Linked DNA regions of Mus musculus: region 2 is linked to region 1. The links are chromatin contacts, called in public HiChIP or PLAC-seq maps. All regions are on one chromosome and are shown on one strand. Each heading gives the region's core, a stretch centred on a gene start, on an enhancer-like site or on the middle of the called end of the contact. The rest is flanking DNA. Distances are from core to core; before and after follow the strand shown.

What was found. HiChIP or PLAC-seq counts read pairs in DNA pulled down with a chosen protein or histone mark.
Region 2: a contact with region 1 is called in an SMC1A HiChIP or PLAC-seq map of the NIH/3T3 cell line, with 9 times the contacts expected there. The contact joins two enhancer-like sites. A contact is called at or near these places in 2 of 15 datasets of contacts at CTCF or cohesin (both in the NIH/3T3 cell line), 1 of 484 Hi-C or Micro-C datasets (embryonic fibroblasts) and 1 of 115 datasets of contacts at active chromatin or transcription factors (pancreatic cancer cells).

The regions. Positions count from the first base shown.
Region 1 is chr4:88,936,906-88,940,573 of GRCm38.p6, reverse strand. All of the region lies in intron 1 of Gm49890 (predicted gene, 49890), which reads left to right. Among named protein-coding and RNA genes, the nearest start is that of Gm49890, 3.3 kb to the left of the region's middle. Within about 2 kb of position 2,028, at least 144 of the 459 cell types and tissues checked have an H3K27ac peak or open chromatin away from gene starts, as enhancers often do. A contact at or near this core is called in the NIH/3T3 cell line, embryonic fibroblasts and pancreatic cancer cells, where this site is marked.
Region 2 is chr4:89,477,388-89,481,055 of GRCm38.p6, reverse strand. All of the region lies in intron 7 of Gm12610 (predicted gene 12610), which reads right to left. Among named protein-coding and RNA genes, the nearest start is that of Cdkn2b, 170 kb to the right of the region's middle. Within about 2 kb of position 1,970, at least 83 of the 459 cell types and tissues checked have an H3K27ac peak or open chromatin away from gene starts, as enhancers often do. A contact at or near this core is called in the NIH/3T3 cell line, embryonic fibroblasts and pancreatic cancer cells, where this site is marked.

The sequences.
Region 1 (3,668 bases), core at 779-3,278:
GTCTAGTTTTAACAGATGGGAACACTATGGGAAGAGAGCTGTTATGTTGCCTGTTAGGTTTTTTTCCCATTAAAAAGAAATATTTCTTAAAAATCATATTTAAAGTCTAAGAAACTGGCAACCTTTCCAATGGGTTGGGTGAGCAGCCAACACTGAAACTGTTTGCTATGTTCCGTTCACAAGCCCATCGGAACTTTAATGGGTGAGAAGGGGGCCTCTTTTCTATGCTTTGTGTAGCACTTGGGTGTTCAAAATTATGTATTTGTTTGGGGGACAAATAACTTGTCTGCCTGGATCAAAGCCTGAAAGACAAATGTTTGTTTTTCTTTACATTGATGTTTATAATTTGAAATGTATTATCTTTTTTTGATTATTTGCTATTCAAAGTATCATGCTATATAATTTTAGATAAGCATTAAGCAGTTTCATCTGTAATAGTAATTTAGACTTCTGCTTAAACCTTAAAGAAAAAAAGTCCCATAAATGAAGTGCCTGTAGTTGCTCATCTATTAGGTTTTCTGTTGGAGTTTGAGTCTTTCCTGGCCGGGTTTATATTACCACCCCCCCTTCCCATTTCACCAAAAGAATTATGTTTAAATGGCCACTTACATTTGACAACATCCTGATTCAATAAATAAAATTAGAGTAATATTTTTGCACTTCAAAGCATGCTTTTGGGTTTTCTATGGATAGACAAACACTTAGCTCTTTCTAGATTCTCATTTTAAGGCTTGCTTTTCATGATTTGGGGGTATTTGATTCTCCCCCCTCTGCACTCAGACTATAAACTTTAAAGCTAACTTCAAAAAAACTTCACAATTACTTTAATAGTGACATGTTTGACTGCCGATTCTTATTTTTTGATCAAGGTAGTGGATCAACCTTGAGAGTTTTCAGTTCTTCAAAATGGAGTTCATGAGTCAGAGCCATTTTCAGGTGAAGTGTAATGGTTCCTACCATTGTGCATTCAACACTGTTAACCATTAATCATCACGACCTTAACACACATAACTTGGGTGTAGGAGAGAGCATTAAAAAAAAACATTTTATGCACCTGCTTCATAAGGAAAAATTAAACCCGAGTTTCTCACATAAGTCTTAAGCTCATATATATGCATGTTAGTGTAATTTGTGTAATAAATCAACCCTATTTGGCTTGTCTTTTCTGTAGTCGGCTAAGCAAATGAGTACCACCTCATTAAGGAACATCTGGTGAGTAATTTTCACCTGGTTTGAATATGTGATTTTTTTTTTACACTGAGATGTTATCTCATCATTAATTAAACATCACCATGAATTTTATTCGTCTCCTTTCCTCACCCCACTTGTAGAATTTTTCTTGGTGGGTAATGGGACTTTTGCTAAAATGTAATTGCATTTACTTGTACAAAGACAATTTCCACCCTCTTAAATCAGTGTAAAAGGCCTCATGCTGTGCTTGCAGACTACAGAAAAAAAAATATGTTGCTGTGTATAATTCTGTATTTGCTTGAGAATTTCCAAGATGGGCAACCTAACCTCTACCTTTTAGGTAATTGAAACTTACATGGAAAGGATTGGGAAAGCGCATGTCTCTGCTTGTACGCTCTAGTATTAAACATGAATCTCATCGGACAATAAAAATGACGTGCTTGGAGACAGGGCAGTGCACGGGAGCATTCATACAAAGGCAACGCCAGTAAAGAGATTCAGAGAGCAGCACTCAGGCTGCTCAAGAACAAGATCCGGAGCAGGTGGGTACAGAAAAAAAACGTCCAGGAAGGCCTCAAGGCAGCCAAGACCAGGATGCCAGGGATGGGAGAGCTCCCCTCCGGCTTGAACGCCATTGGATCCCTGGGCTGCACCAGTCGCCAGGGTTTCTGAAGACCCCTGCCAGCATCGCCGCTGGCCTGCTGGTCAAGAATGCCGGGGCTCGCGCAGGTTGCCACGCGGTGGCTGCCGCCCCAGCGGTGACTGTCGCGAACCTTGCCTAGCCGCGGCGCTCGGGAGCTGCGCCGGCTGCAGCTGGTGCTGGCCGGGCGGAGGCGCGGCCGGTCCCGTCGGGGCGGGGCCGGGGCGGGGCGTCGGGCCGCGCGGCAGGTGTGGGCGCGCGGAGGTGGCACAGCCCGCGGCGCTTTCTTTCGACCTGCGCACAACGCGGGACGCAGAGGCGCGCGCGGGGTGCGTGGAGGCCGCAGGTAAGCGGGCCCGGGCGCGCGGCGAGCCACCCTGGGGTTGGTGGGAGCCGAGGGACGAGGCGGCTCGGCGGCGCGCGTGGGGAGCGGAGGCGCGGTCCCGCACAGCCACCCGCGCTCGGCCACACGCTCGGGCCGCGCGCGATCCTCGAGCGCGCAGGGAAGCAGAGCGCGGCGTGCGTGCTGGAGCGCTCTCCGCTGGGGAGTCCCCGCGTTGCCCACGCACCATTTCAAACTCTGGGTGCTTTGGAAACTTCCCGGGGGCTTCTCCGGTGGAGTGCACAGAAACGAGGCGTGCGGTGAGAACCCCCACAGCCGAGGATTCGCTTGTTTTCAGTTCGTACTCGTATGGTGGAAAAAGGATGAAGGATGTTCGTCAGCTCCTGCCCCTTCTCTCCGTGACCCTCCCTTGGAAGGGCCGGCTCCTCGGCTGCTGCAGGGTTTCCTCAGCCAGGCAGTGGCCGCGTAGGGAGCAGCGAAACAAGCTTAGGTGGCCTCCTAAAGAGCTAAAGGACAGGGACAGGCAATGGGGCTCACAACCTGCACCAAGGGTTGGAGCTGTGGCCCTCCTGCCTGGGGACTGCTTCTGGAATCCGAATCCCGTCTTTCAGCTTCCTCATTGAAATCCTGGCACCTTTGAAGTGGAATTAGAGGGGGAAGTAGGCACGAATTTTTTATTTTTATTTATTTATTTATTTTGCGGGAGTTTATTACCTGTGGATTAAAATACTTGGTGAACGGGAGTTTCGACAATGCTCAGTTTTATCATTTGTTTTGAGAAAGTTTTGGTTGACTTGATTTTTGTTTTAAGTGATTTAAAAGTGACGCTCGACTTTAGGTTTATTGAGTTTCTCGTGTTTGGTTGGAGGGGAGCTAACTTTTTAAGTTGTTTCCCACTGTCATTCTGGTTATTGTTCAGTATCTCCAGAGGCAGTTCCGTAGGTATTTTATTTTGATTTTTATCATCAAAAAAAAAAAGGCTTAAAATAATATTGTGCGGTTGTCCCCCACCAAGGAAGTAATATAGTTCGCTTCCTTTCTCCTTTGTAACTTGTACAGGGCCTCTTGAAAACTAGGTTGGGTCCCCAAATAGGCATTTTTGATTCGTGTTTAATAGACTTTTTTTTGGAGGTGGGGTGGGCCTTCTGGAAACTTTTCTTTTACATCATATTAGGTCTTTATTTTATACGTAGGTATTGCCTTCATGGTTGATGTGAGAGAGAGCAAGAAGCCTGAAAGCTAGAAGAGCCTAGAAGGCTCTTGAAGTTTTATAAATTCTGAAGAGTACATAGTAGTGACTAAATCCTTGACGGACAGTGTGGACTCGGCTTGTTTTAAATAGGTTATTATAGGACGAAAGCTATGAGACATCTACTATTTGAATATCTTTATAAAAATGGAAGTGGAAAAAAATGGAGAACAAGAAATGTGTATCATTTTCCCCTCATTTTGAAATCATTTTTCTTGATTTGCCCCAGAACTGAAGCTATATTA
Region 2 (3,668 bases), core at 721-3,220, 540 kb before region 1:
TCTTACTGGTACTGTGGTGTGCTTGCAGACAGGAGCCTAGCATGGCTGTCCTCCTCTGAGAAGCTCTACCGGTAGCTGACTGAGACAGATGCTGATATTTACAACCAACCATTAGACTAGGTCAGAGACCCCTGTGGAAGAGTTAGGGAAGGACTGAAGGAGCTGAAGGGGCTTGCAGCCCCATAGGAAGAGCAACAGTATCTCCTAACCCGGACCCCTCAGAGCTCCCAGAGACTAAGCCACAAACCAAAAAGCGTACATGGTGGTCAGTGGCCCCTGCTACATAGGTACAAAGGACTGCCTTGTCTGGCCTCAGTGGAAAAGGATGCACTTAATCCTGTAGAAACTTGATGCCTCAGGGAAGAGGGATGCTAGTCAGGTGAGGTGGGAGTGGGTGGGTGGGTAGAGAAGCACTCTCTCAGAAGCAAAGGGGAGGAGATGAAGAACTCATGGAGAGAGGACCAGGGGGGGAGGCAACATTTGGAATATAAATAAATAAAATAATTAATAAAAAATTTAAGAGACTAAATAAAATGGTTTTTTAAAAAACAAAATCAATATAAAAATAGTCAGGGAGCTATATCCAGTGAAAATATATTTAAAGAAAATAGAGTTTTCCAGATAAATGGAAACTCAGGAAACATACTGCCAGAGAGTCTGTTCTCAGCAAAGTTGCTTAGGTTGAAGAAATGACAGAATGAGAATGCAGTCTTGGAAAAAGGACAAGAGACAATCAGGCCTGGGGAATGAGTGAGTGCAGAGCTTCCTGATGGTCTCATCTTATTTAAACTACAGCCGAAAACTGAAATGTTTCTAAAGATTAATACATATCTGTGGACATTTTTGACATAGTAGTCAGGAACTTTAACATCAGATCTTTATCACGGCACAGAATTTGAAATGTTAGAAAGTTGGGGCTAAAGAACAAAGGGTTTTTCCAACGACGAATAAAATCGTACAGGATTATACAGGATTTTATCAGGGATCTTTCCACAGCAAGACTAGAAACAAAACGGGATAGTCTTCAGACACATTACAGAAATTGTTGCTGACATGTAAGTCCACATTACTCAACTGTGAGAGAGGGCCAGAAATTTCTGGATTTCCAAGTTTAAAGGGAAATTGCCTTTGTAAACTCTCTACACCTATGAACCAGGTACTTCAAAAATAAAAGGAAGAAGAAGGAGGAGGAGGAGGAGGGGGAGGAGGAGGAGAAAACAAGAAACATAAGGGGAAAAAAATCGAGATGCCTCAGGAGTGTAAGATGTTGAAATGAAAGCAGATTCTTTATGGAGAAAATGGCTACAAGATGAACTACTTCCATCACTCCTTAGACTATCAAGTGAGGGGACCCTTTGCATTTGGCATTGCAAAAGCTTTTAGAAATCCTGTTGAATTACCTATTGACAATCCTACCTGCCTATTCTTTTTCTTGACCCATGTTGGGAAGCAGCAAGGATGGTCATAAGATGGAGCAGAATGGAAAACAGAGGTATTGAGGTTTAAAGATTTTTGTTTCAGTTTGAGTTTGCACAAAAGCAGTGCCTGAGCAGGAAGAGAGCATATAAAAGGATCAGGCATGAGAAACTGAAAGAAAACTAGCGCAATCCACGAGGGCTTTGTAATCATCATTATTGTGGGAACTGACAGTCTGTCTGGAACCTTCTGAGGTATGTGTGGGACACCTTTGGAAATCAACTTCCAGAGGAGCCACCATGTTCATCTGTCAGCTTGCATCTCACATTTGTTGAGTCTTGCCATGGGATGAAAACCCCGGTATACCTCCCCACTGAATGTAATCACCTGAACAGAGGTCTCCCCGAGGGCAATTATGGCGCTGGAAACGTCTGAGGGCAAAAGTGTAAAATGTCTGGTGCTAGAGAAAAACACCAGCATGACATAAGCCAAACTACCCGCTGAAGCTACACTGTAATCAAAGCTGAGGCCAAGAGGATATGAGTCAGGGAGCCAGAGGCAGCCCGCACAGGCTAGCCTTTGTACCACTCTGCTACCCCTATGCCTTACAGTTAATTACCTCTCAGGCTTCAAGGCGGCCGTCAGCCAGCCAGTCTCTACATGTGACCTGATAGAACAAAACAGCCTTCCCTACTGAAGCTGGTCCTGCACTGTACTCGATAGTCATCAACTCTTTCCACCACCCATATTAGATTCCCCTCATGATCATTCGACACTTTTTTCTAACCTAATAAGGTGACTCAGACCTTCCACCCCGAGCAGTCTAAGATAGTGGCTTCCTTACTCTGGTCAGGCCACGTTTGCTGCAATTACTGCTCGTCTTGCTCATGGGATATGGAATGTCAAGTGAGTCTCATGATTATTTTGTTAATAGCATATATTACTTTTGCAAATTAGTGGAACTCACTGTGATGTTTCTTACACTCATTTCTTACAGCACGTATGGATTGTGTGCATATGTCTGTCCTTCTAACTTCAGCCCCTCCCAGCCAGTTCCTAGGAACAATTCTTCTACCTCTACGTCTAATTCCTAATGTGGTTACTCTTCATTTGCACACTGGAAAGCAAACAGAGTACTTGTTCTTGTCCTTCTGCTGTCTTGTTTTGGTTAGCATGACATTCATTTCTATCCACTCTGTTTCAAATAGCAAGTTCTCATTCTTCTTATGGCTGCATAATACTCCATCTCTCCTTTTCTGTTTGTCTATTGACAGGCGGCTATGGGTTATGAGCTCGTCTGTTGTGTTCTGCCTTCATCTCCTTTGAATAAATAGACAGGAGTTTAACCACTTGATCACATGCTAAGTCTACTTCTAGTTCAGGAGGATTCTACCTACTGCTTTCCAAAATCAACCTACTGACTGCATTACCCACACACAAAAACCTAAGAATTCTATTTTTCCACATCTTCATCAGCATTTATGTTATGGGTTTTTTATGGTAGCCATTCTAACTATGGTCTGATAATATTTCATGTAATTTTGATTATTATTTCCCTGGTGACTGGTGATAGTGAATACTTTTCAGATGTTCACTGAATAATTGTATTTTATCTTTTAAGACATATTTAAATTCCTATGTTTACCAATGTTTCAACTACCACAAACTGCCCAAAGATTAGTTTCTAAAGTCTTCTTATCATAATCTCCATCAGTGGGAGTCTAACACTAGACATGATAGCTGGGGTTCTACCTGGAAGCCAAGGCTCAAGGAAGGCAACAAGCCTACGGAGCACAAGGAGTTGGAATACTCACCAAATGACTGTAAGTGTCTTAGGTAGGGTTTTACTGCTATGAACAGACACCATGACCAAGGCAACTCGTATAAGGTTCAGAGGTTCAGTCCATTGTTGTCAAGGCAAGAACATGGTAGCATATAGGCAAACATGGTGCAGGCAGAGCTGAGTGTTCAGCAGCTTCATCTGAGGGCTGCTAGTGGAAGACTGACTTAGGGAGCTAAGACTAAGATATTAAAGCCCATGCCCATAGTGACACACCTACTCCAACAAAGCCACACCTCCAAATAGTGCCACTCCCTAGGCCAAGCAAATATAAACCATCATAATAAGAATACTTTCTTCTGTAGAATTTTTACTCCTCTAAATGATATTTAGGTTTTCTTTTTGAAGTAATCTTGAATAAACAACTACTACACACTATATGTTGGTAGAGTCATTAGCAGAACTAATCCAA